Regions from separate parts of the Sus scrofa genome. Here region 2 is linked to region 1. Evidence: chromatin contacts called from public Hi-C data. All regions are on one chromosome and are shown on one strand. Each heading gives the region's core, a stretch centred on a gene start, on an enhancer-like site or on the middle of the called end of the contact. The rest is flanking DNA. Distances are from core to core; before and after follow the strand shown.

What was found. Hi-C and Micro-C count contacts between places; a contact is called where the count stands out from the background.
Region 2: a Hi-C map of embryonic fibroblasts shows a contact between it and region 1, with 2.3 times the contacts expected there. The contact joins the promoter of EDEM1 here to the enhancer-like site in region 1. A contact is called at or near these places in 2 of 5 promoter capture datasets (fetal liver and liver), 7 of 47 Hi-C or Micro-C datasets (alveolar macrophages, embryonic fibroblasts, fetal skeletal muscle and 4 more) and 2 of 2 datasets of contacts at active chromatin or transcription factors (alveolar macrophages and skeletal muscle).

What each region holds. Positions count from the first base shown.
Region 1 is chr13:61,277,870-61,282,948 of Sscrofa11.1, reverse strand. The region is part of intron 39 of ITPR1 (inositol 1,4,5-trisphosphate receptor type 1); the gene reads right to left. Among named protein-coding and RNA genes, the nearest start is that of ITPR1, 210 kb to the right of the region's middle. Within about 2 kb of position 2,753, at least 41 of the 83 cell types and tissues checked have an H3K27ac peak or open chromatin away from gene starts, as enhancers often do. A contact at or near this core is called in alveolar macrophages, embryonic fibroblasts, fetal liver and 4 more, where this site is marked.
Region 2 is chr13:61,700,802-61,705,880 of Sscrofa11.1, reverse strand. EDEM1 (ER degradation-enhancing alpha-mannosidase-like protein 1) reads right to left here and starts at 2,280. Exons shown (of 11, transcript XM_021069286.1): 1 at 1,636-2,280. The coding sequence starts at 2,154.

The sequences.
Region 1 (5,079 bases), core at 1,504-4,003:
GTAGTAACTAGATCTGGGCAGATAAGACCCTGAAATGATCGCTTTTTATACATAATGTTCCTAACATTTTATCCAGGGATGTACTTCTGCATAAATGAAGGACATTATATATTGTCCTTCTTAAATAAAAAGAAACCCAGAGACTTCCTAGGGTTATTATTTATGGCATGTGCACAGCAGCACATGCTCACATACATGCTGTACACACATACATATATACATCAGTTTCATGTGTGTCTATTACAGGCCAGCACAGAGCACAGCCATAGAAATACCTTCTGTTTTCTGCTGCCACTAACATGAACCCTATTATCCCTGGGCTTCTAAAATTTTCCTTTGAAATAAGCTGTCTCCATCCATGAACCAACCCTAGCAGAGGCTGAATACAGTTCAATAAATGCAGCTGTATTATAGATCTAATTATCAGCCCATCAAAGAGAATTTATAATCTCCAACCCCCATGAATCAGCCTTCAGTTCCTTTCACCCACTCAATCTCAGAGGAGGGAAAAAATAAACAAGCAAATAGCGAATGGCCTTGCAAATATGTTTGCTGGGTCCTGTCTTTCTTGAGCCTTTGAAAAGCCACATTAAGAAAACAGAACGCTTGCAAGAAAACTGAGCTAAAATGGAACTTACCTAGCATTTTAGTAGAAAAATTTAAAATCTTTCCATTTGATAATAACCCAATGTCCTTTACTATGGCATTTGTTTTTAGAAACAAAGGAAGAAATATTTTAGTTCCAGTGATGCAGTTTCATCTATATTTTATAGGAAAAGTTCATCAGCAGTCAGAAGAGAAATTCATTTTTCAAAAATGCATTCTGACTTGATTAAATTATACAACTTCAGTCATGATGGAATCATCTCAACATTAAAAAAAGAAGAAGAAGAAAAAGAAAGAAAAAGGAAGAAAAAAAAAAAAAAAACTTCCCCAGATTCTGCAATAGCTTCTGTGTGCTCCGAGTTGAGCTTGGTTGCTCTCTGGTTGCCAGTGTCTAACAGTAAACAGCCCTGCTGCATTTATTGGCAATTACTGCTGAAGGTCACACATCAGCAGTGAGCCTAAATTCCAGGAAAAAAAGCAGCTCTTATGTAACTGCTGCCTGAATGCTGGCAGGTGCCCAACCCAGCAGTTCACAGCAATGTAAAAAAGTAGGACACCTCCACCCTGGGTTGGACGTCATGAGAACGCCCCCTGAAGGTGAAATTTAATAATTCTCCCATTTCTCTTCTGTTTTCTTCCCCCTAAATTTTACTGGCGGTGGCTTTCCTTTGCTTGCAGAAGTAGCTCCCGGGGGCAGAAGCTAAGGACAGAAAGGCAGACAGAGGCAGGCTGCAACCGCCCTAACAAGTAGAAATGACAACCTTGCTTTTTTGTTGAAATGGCAAGAGGCTGAAGCTGCAAACTGACACTGATGGCTCTGAAGAGTCTGAAGTGACAGTGACTGAATGGGGATCACATCTCCCAAATGTAGAAATGCAGCCCATCCACTGAGCCACAGCCCACACTTTCTAAACACGCCATTCCTCTCCAAAGAGGCATCTATGTAAATGAGGTAGGTCACTGCTCTACCCACTGCCTCATCTTGAAGTTAGAGGACTTTATCAAAATTACCCTTTTGTGGAGTTCCTGTCGTGGATCAGTGGAAACAAATCTAACTAGAATCCATGATGACACAGGTTTTATCCCTGGCCTCGCTCAGTGGGTTAAGGATCTGGCATTGCCGTGAGCTATGGTGTAGGTCACAGACCTACACCACGCAAGCTCAGATCTAGTGTGACTGTGGCTGTTGCATAGGCCGGTGGCAATAGCTGCAATTCGACCCCTAGCCTGGGAACCTGCACATGCCGCAGGTGCAGCACTAAAAAGATCAAAAAAGAAAAAAAGAAAAAGAAAAAAAACCTTTGGTTTGCCCAGAACTTCACAGTTTAGGAAAAGTGGCTCCATGGTCACCTGCCAGTTGTCCTCACCTGTCATGACCTTTCTCGCCCAGGTAAAAGTTCTTAAATTGCATGTCCTCATGACCCCATGTACTTCAGCTTCCTACATTTCTCATTGACAGCCTGTCATTTAACATTAATTTGTATTATTGTCTATCTCCCCCACAAAACCATAAACTCCAGAAGGGCAGACACTCTGCCTATTTGGGGCACCATTGTATCCAAATCCCCTAGCAACACAGAACAGGCACTCAAACATGAGTCACAGAAATGAATGTCTCAAGCATCAATCGGAGTCTGTTTAAAGCCAAGAAGGGGTGGATGCAGGAACCTTCCAGGGTTGGGGGGGACAGAAACATTCCCTATCTTGATTTGTGTGTGTCCAAAGGTAACAGTTCATCAAGCTACCAACTCAGGAATAAGCTGAACAGACACTAAGCAAGTAGCTCCTTACCCTTCTCCCATTACCTGTCCTCTTCCTGCCCCCTAAGGACAAGGTGAAATCAGGAAGTAAGGAGAGAGACCCTGCCTCGTGATTTGTGAAAAATGATAATAATAAAGAAATGAAAGAAAGCCCTCCTCTTCCTGGTTTCGAGGGGCATGCCACTCTAGGAGACAGCTGGAGAGGCCCCACACCATGCACTTTTCTCGCAGGAACTCTGATTCTGTCCTCACCTCACTCTCCTTTCTCAAAGACTGACAGAGACTCAAAAGGCACTGTATCTTCCAAGCCATTCACTGCATATCCACTCTCCTGCGATGCCCAACTGGCCTTTATCAGTGAAGGGCGGGGTCCTTCCCCAATCAAAGGCTCACAGCTCTCCAGGTGTGCCGTACCCTGGCCCAGGGGCGGTTCCGCACAACGTCTCAAGTGTGAAGTGCTGCTTTGCAATTTAGTTGGGGAGCTTGCCTATATCCAGGGCCAGAGTGGACTCTCACGCAATTCTTGACGGAGTTTCTGCACAACTACAGTTGTGGGCTGCTGGTTTCTACCCGTACATGCAAACAAAAGGCTTGGTGGGAGAGAAACCTCAGTAGCTGTGGTCTTTTCCCGAACAGACATGGATGATAAAGGCCCATCAGGCATCTCTGCTCAGAAGGCCAGATCCACCAGCCCGAGGGCCTGGGGACAGAGTGTTGGTGTCCCAGGGCTCTGGTGGTTGCCAGGGGTAACAACGAGGAGGGGATCCACAGTTGCTTCCTCAGGGAATTTTCAAAGAATCCAAGTGGCTGCCAGAACATTCTTCTTTTATAAACAGACAGTATTCTATTTCCTAGCGTATAATTATAAACACACCTGCTCCAACTGTGGAATCTTTCCATAAGCAAGCAATAAACTCCTAGCCAGGAGACCCAAGTTCTATCTTGAGCAAGCAAACACATCCAATGATTACTAGGGAGCAAAACAGTATATTAATAACACTGCAGACTCCGATGAGGGAAGGTTTTCCTCTCCCGACTTAATTTGTACTTAGGCAAAGAGAAACTTGAACTTAGTATTTCAGAGGGAAAGTGCAAATCAGCGACAGTAGGTAGAAACATGAATACCAAGAGGTGTCAACAAGAAAATTCAGCATTAGATGTGTTGCTGCCCCACAAATAACCCGGAAGAGGGCAGACTAAACAGGAAGCAGCAAAAATCACTACAGTTGAAAGGGTTAAGGGTCTGGATAACCTTTTGCTTTTCTTGCTTTCCATGCAACCTAGAGAGCCTGGCCTCCTCACCTGTTCACGTTGATAGGTATAAGAAAAAGTATGCACTTACAGAATGTACCAGGGTTGACACATAAGAGCTCCAGGCCAGCTGCTGAGGCAGCAGAGCTAGTTCTGGTTTAGTCATTGGTTGTGTGTGCTCGAAGACCACTCACTTAACCTCTCTGAGCTCCATTCCTGAGTGAACTGAACCAAACTCATAACCATTCGTATTGTTTTCAGTTTTAAGTCTGGGATTCGAACTCTTCTTAGGTGTACCTGAACCATCTCTTGGTATTTCTGAAATGACAGTGGTAGGTATTAGAGCGGGCCTCCGATTTTATTTGGTAGCTCTATTCCATCAAAATAAGCTACCAAAAGAATGACCAGATACCCAAAGAAGTGAACCAGAAAATTAAAAGTCAGATCGAATTTTTTCCAGTGTGCTCTGATTTGCTAAGCAATTAAGCCTGCTTAAGTATATATATTAATTCCCTGTGTTAATCCTTTCTCTATTGTCATTTACCAAACCTGTATTACATCCTAAAAACATGGCAAGAAATGTGGAAAAAATATTCACAGGAGAGAAAATATTTAAGAGACCTTCAAATCCCAAACAAAATGGCCACTTCTCCGTCTCCAGGGTAATTCCGGGTAAATGAAACTCATTTGATACTGAAGTATAGAACCCGTCAGATGACATTTCAATTTCTGGATCTCTAGGGGGTTTTCCTAGAAGAGAAGCCAAGGATGTGGGACATTCCTAATCCCATGGTAAGCTAGCAGCTGGAAAGATTCAACAAGCACTGCAGAATTTGCACTGCACTTTGACAAAATTTTATATGACCCCTCACACTCAACGCTTTCCAACCTGTAGACCAAGAATATCGGTTTGCCTTTTTTTTTTTTTTTAATACTTCCAAACTATACTCATGTAGTTATTTGTTTGTGCACTGGTACTTTACAGACAGACAGAAAATCTCCTCATGGTAATATCCATATTGAGTTTCAGAGACAGGTTAACAGCCAGCATCAACCGCAAATTCAGTTGAGATTCTAGACAGTGAATGACTGAAATCTTACTGCAATTTAGAAAGTCTTTGTCTAGAGTCAGATGGGATCTCCAAGGACAAATGACAAACAAACTCGTGGGAAATGCTAACACAGACACGAAGGACTCAACTCACGCCCAGAGGCATGCTACACAGTCAGATATGGCACGATGCAGAGACTAAGGGACAGATCAACAGAGTTCACTGGAAGAGGGTCACAGAAACATCACCACAGGACATGGGGAAAAAAAGGAAATTAGGACCTCAGCATTATCCAATTCATCAATGGAAATTAGCTGGAAAAGAAGAAAAGGGGGGAGAAAAAGAAGAAGTGTTAGGAAAGAAAATACAGAGTGAGCTCAGTGTTAGAAACTTTGTCACTGTATTCTTCT
Region 2 (5,079 bases), core at 1,031-3,530, 420 kb before region 1:
GAGGGAGAACAACTCAGTGTGTTTGCTCTTGCAGTACCATGAGCACTGGTGAGAAAATAAAATTAAGATCCGAAATACGTACACACACTTTGATTTCAACTACATTAAAAGTGTGCAGGCATCTGGGCAGGAGTTGGCAGGAAAAATAAATTAAAAATAACTGCCTGGTGGGATTTTAGGCTTTTTTTTTTTTTTTTAATTTTAACTTTTTTCCCCAAAAAACTGAGATCAAAAGAAAACACCTGGTGCTGCGGGAGAGGCCCTAGAAAAGGCAAAAAGGCAAAAAGACAAAAAAAAAAAAAGAAAGAAAGAAAACACATGGGTATAAAGTCTGGTATAGTTAAGCTAATTAGGGAAAACAACTCAATTTCATACAATATGAAAAGGCCCAGTAATTTTTTCCAAAATTTAATAAAAATTTTTCTCAAAAAAATTGATTGAAAATATATTTATACATATGGCCAGTTATACATTTAAACTATATCAACCTTTACACGTAAAGTGAAACACGAAAAGTACCTCAACAGTTTCCTACAATTTTAGAAAGACCCAGTCCTTTTAAGTTAACCTGCCCTGTGCCCTCATGCTCTCAAATTGAAATTTATGACATGAGTTTGTAGATAATAAAACCATTTTTAAAGCTCTTCTGCCTCCTTTACTCTATGGGCTTCCTTTTTAGAACCTGAGAAGTGGCCTTTGCTGCTTTTCACCAGGTGAAGGAAAACACAGGGCTCACTGTCAAAAGGGGCCAAGCAACGGACTCCTCCACTCCCGCCTGAGAGGAGGAACCCAGGGGAAGACAGTCACCTATCCAGCCATCAGGGTCAGTCAGAGCACACCGGTTCCCTCCAGCCAGGAGGTCCTCAGCTGGGTGTGCTGTCCTCTTGGACTCTGAAGTCAACAGCAATGACCCTTGAAGCTCACTCTGCAAACAAGCCTGATCCAAGGACAGGACTGGTCCACCTTTCCTGACAGCCCTGCCACCAGACCGGGGAGAACCTGCAGGACAGACCCTACAGTAAGGCAAAGGAATCCCATCCTGAGCATCAGGAACCCAAATGTAGGCCTCACAGCCTCCCTCCCTTCCACCTAACCATCCTCAGCCTAAAAAGCAGCCTCTGTGATGAAGGAGAAAGATTGTAGCCCTGCTCTGCCTCAGATTCACTGCCTGGCTTTAGAAGTCCCTTCCCGGGATCAACTTCTGAATTTATATATTTCTATACAGAAAAGTGGGGAGTAGGCTAGGTGGGGGAAGGTAAGGGCTAGTTCTGAAGCTACATTTACAAGGGATTTCATCTTGATTTTATGTTCACCTGGAGAAAGGGTGAAGATGGGAGTTTAAGGTCCCCCCAAGTCACCCCTTGGTACTGCTACTGTGCCCTCTGTTCTCTGAGCCTCAGTTTTCCCATCTGTAAAAGAGATTGCGCAGACAGCAGTCCAGTAACTCGGATTCCGGAAGAATCAGGACAGAGGGCAGACATCGGCCCTTCCACTTACCCCCAAGCCCCCATCACCCTAAACACCCCGGCACCCTTAGGGGGACCCAGAGGACGGACGGCAGCACCCACCCCCGGGGTCGGAAGGAAGTGCGTGCGGTGAGCGGTCCCGGGCGTCCGGCCGGCGCGGGGTACTCACGGGTCCCCGCGGTCCGGCCCTCGGCCGCGGCAGTGGATGGGGTTGAGCTCGTCCTGGGGAAAGGCGTGCGCCATGTAATTGTCGTAGCCGAAGACGAACATGCCTCGCGCCAGGTCGCGCATCTGTGCGCGCAGCTGAGGCGGGAAGGCACCACTGTAGCGCTTCTCGTACTCGTCCCGGCCGCGGTCCCGGCCGCCCAGCACGTAGCCCCAGTGGGCCGGGCCACACACACCCGGCCCTGGCCGCCGCGGAGCCCGCCGCCGCCCCGCAGACGCTGCCGCCGCCGCCGCCGCGGGAACCGGCGGCTGCAGCCACGACGGCCCCCCAGGCGTCCCCGGCCTGCCCGCGGGCCCCGAGGCAAGAGACGCGGGGCCGTCGGAGCCCCTCAGGCGGTGGAAGCCGAAGCTGAGCGGGAAGCGCTGGTAGAAGCCCATGCTGGGCCCCAGCCCGAAGACAAGCCACAGCACTCCATGGAGGCCAAGCCGGAGGAGCACCAGCCCCAGGACGAGCGCTCGCCATTGCATGGTCGCGCGGGCGCCGCGGGCATTATTTTAAAACGCTGGGGACCTTCCCCGCCGACCACCGCACCCCACGTCCGCCTCGTAGCCCCGCTCACTTCCCCTTTAAGGAACTTCCCCGTGACGCACCAGGAACTGGCCCATTGTCCCCCACCCCCAGCATTCCGGGCCCAGCCGGCCAGGCCCCGCATTCGCCCGCCCAGTCGCCCGGATTGGCCCGGCCCCGGCCCGGCCTCGCTGTGCGAGGCGTGGGACTCCCTCAGGCGCCATAGGCCACCTGGTTGCCCCCAACGCCACGAGGCCCCGCCCCGTCCTTTCGGCCCCGCCCCCAGGGCGGTCCGGAGTCGGCTGGGCTGGCGTGGCGAGTAGGAGCAGCTCGGGCTCCGGAGGAGGGAACTTCCAGCCAATGGGAGCGCGGCACGGAACCTGCAGCTGAAGGCTGGACAGGGACGTGGCCCAGGACCCGCCCCGCTCCAGTAGAACCGGCTCCGCGCTGGGACCGGAGCTGTATGTTAGGGACGGTAACAATTAAGACATAAGGAACAAGGAACGAAAAAAGGACATTTCTATATAAGGCAGCTACTTTGGCATACCAAGGGCAAGTTTTTTTTACATGGTGGGGGGTGGATGTTGCCGTAAAACGTTATCTTGAATTACTTTTATTAAAACACCCTAATTTGTTTTCTTTTAACTTAAAATTTGAACCCTTTTTATTAAAACGCCCTAACTTGTAAGAAGCGCTCACGGTGACTGTAAAATACACATTCCCAGGTCCTGTCCTAGACCTATAGATAGAGGGCCCGGGCAATGTGTCTAACAAATACGCTTCGGCAATTCTTAGTATCCGACAATTCCAGGAAATACTGAGTTAGGTTGAGTTGCCTTTGTCTCAGAAATACGACTATTTTTAAAAAAAGATACAGAAGAAAAATGCAGGGGGGAGGAGTCAAGGCTGCTTGCCGCCACCACCGATTATTTTTACCAGATCTATTCAATCATATCACCATCTCTCCTGTGCACTGTAGCAGTGACCTAACCTTTGACGTGTGGGATAGGTTCCTGGTCAAATCACTTTACCTCTTAGTATCTACTTACCATAATAAGCAAGGTTGAAAATGTCAGCTCTGAAGGGCTATTGCTTTCATGTAATGGCTCAACGGTTTGGGGGTTTTGTTTTCTTTTGTTTGCCGCATTTGGAAATGTCTGCTAAGATTTGCCCTCCTTAAGTTTAGACCATGTGCCTATTATACTGAGGTTCCTGAAAAGCTCAGGAAGCAAGACCTGATGAGTGGCTCAAGCCAGACTGGCAGAATAACCAAGGGAGTGACTAAGAAGATGACAGAGTAGTCATGTGGCACATTCTCAGGGTCAGAAGACTTTTAGCAATACAGAGGAGGTATAATGGAGACTCCCTGAGAAGGAGCCTGAAGAAACATGATTGTAACACAGGTGGCTGGCACATAGTAAGACCCTTTTTGTTGATTGACCCTTATTCCTGTCCAAAATACCGACAGGCCTGCCCAAGCATCGAAGGAATGTAAAAAGAGTTTGAGCCAGGGTCTTTTGCCTACAGGTATTCTTTTCCTACTTTTCACCTAGGGACCCTGATGAAAGTTCAACATCAGGGCTTGATCCTGAACGTTCAGGTCTGCCTTCTTGAAACTTGCAAACTGAATATGAATATTAAGGGTCATGTTATATATTTCCTTCATAAGTTATTGCAAATTTTTACTTACCAGCAGTCAACTACAAACCACATTGATAATAGCTCCTGTCTTCATACTGGAGACAAACTCTAATAACAAATCTTTTTCATAGCCAGAGAAAACCCTCTAACTTCTAAAAGACGCTTTTCATGGAAAAACTGACAATAGCTGCCAGCCATATACGTCTGGCAAGTTTCAAAATACTTTCCACATGTGTTCTTATTTAAGCTTCACAAAAAACCTTGTAAGGTGTAGTCCACAAGCCATAAGGGAAGAAGTCAGGTTGGGGGAACTCAAGTTCTCCAAGTGAGTTGGCTCTAGGAAGAAAAAAAGGCAGATCAGGCTGGTCTTTCACACTTTCGTCCCAGTTTACTGAAACCAGCTAGCCCTCAAAAGCCAAGAAAGACTGGTCTTTCTACTCTTCCCAAACCAGCAATGCTGACATTAGTGTCCTGCAAGGCACATCCCAGGATTCAGGGGCCATAGTCAGAAAATGTTTTCTCCTTGAATTAAGCTGAACCAAGGGGGGACAGAGGTAATTGTGTTAGCTCTCTATATTAGACTAGACACCCCTCAAGGTAAATGTGCCTGAAAAGACTGGGACAACACCCATATCCAATTAGAAAGGCCAATCTTAAAAACCAACTCTTTAAGAAACTGTTTTGTACTGGGTCGTTCCACAAAGTATCTTACAAAAGCATGAGGGGACTGATTAAAAAGAAGCCTGAAATGCGTTAAGGTAAAAATTGCTTTACTCTGGGTGGCGCCAAAGAGACAACTAAGAATCCAGATTCAGAAGACTGCCAGAGTTTAAATCTTAGCATTGCCCTCTGAGTGACCTTGGGAAGTTTTAACTTTTCAGGACTTACTTGCTTGTCTGTAAAATAAGGGTGATAAGAACAGTACTTACTGCATATGGCTGTAAAAATTAAATTTATTGTATATAGTGTACCTACAACATGAGTAAGATAAAAACTCAACTCTTTCTTGAGACCAGCATTTGATAAAAGTAACTGAAACAGACACAGCTGAGGACTAATTCAATAACTAAGCCCCTATTTTCAAAGCACTATTTTAGAAGAAAAATGTGTCTAAGGAAACCAAGTATAAAATAGAACAAGGGCTAAAACTCAACACAGTTCAAGAGCAGTTGCAAAAGCTTTGAATCCCCAAGTCTAATTCCAGTTCTATTCAACTCAACCTATTCCAGCTTCCATACA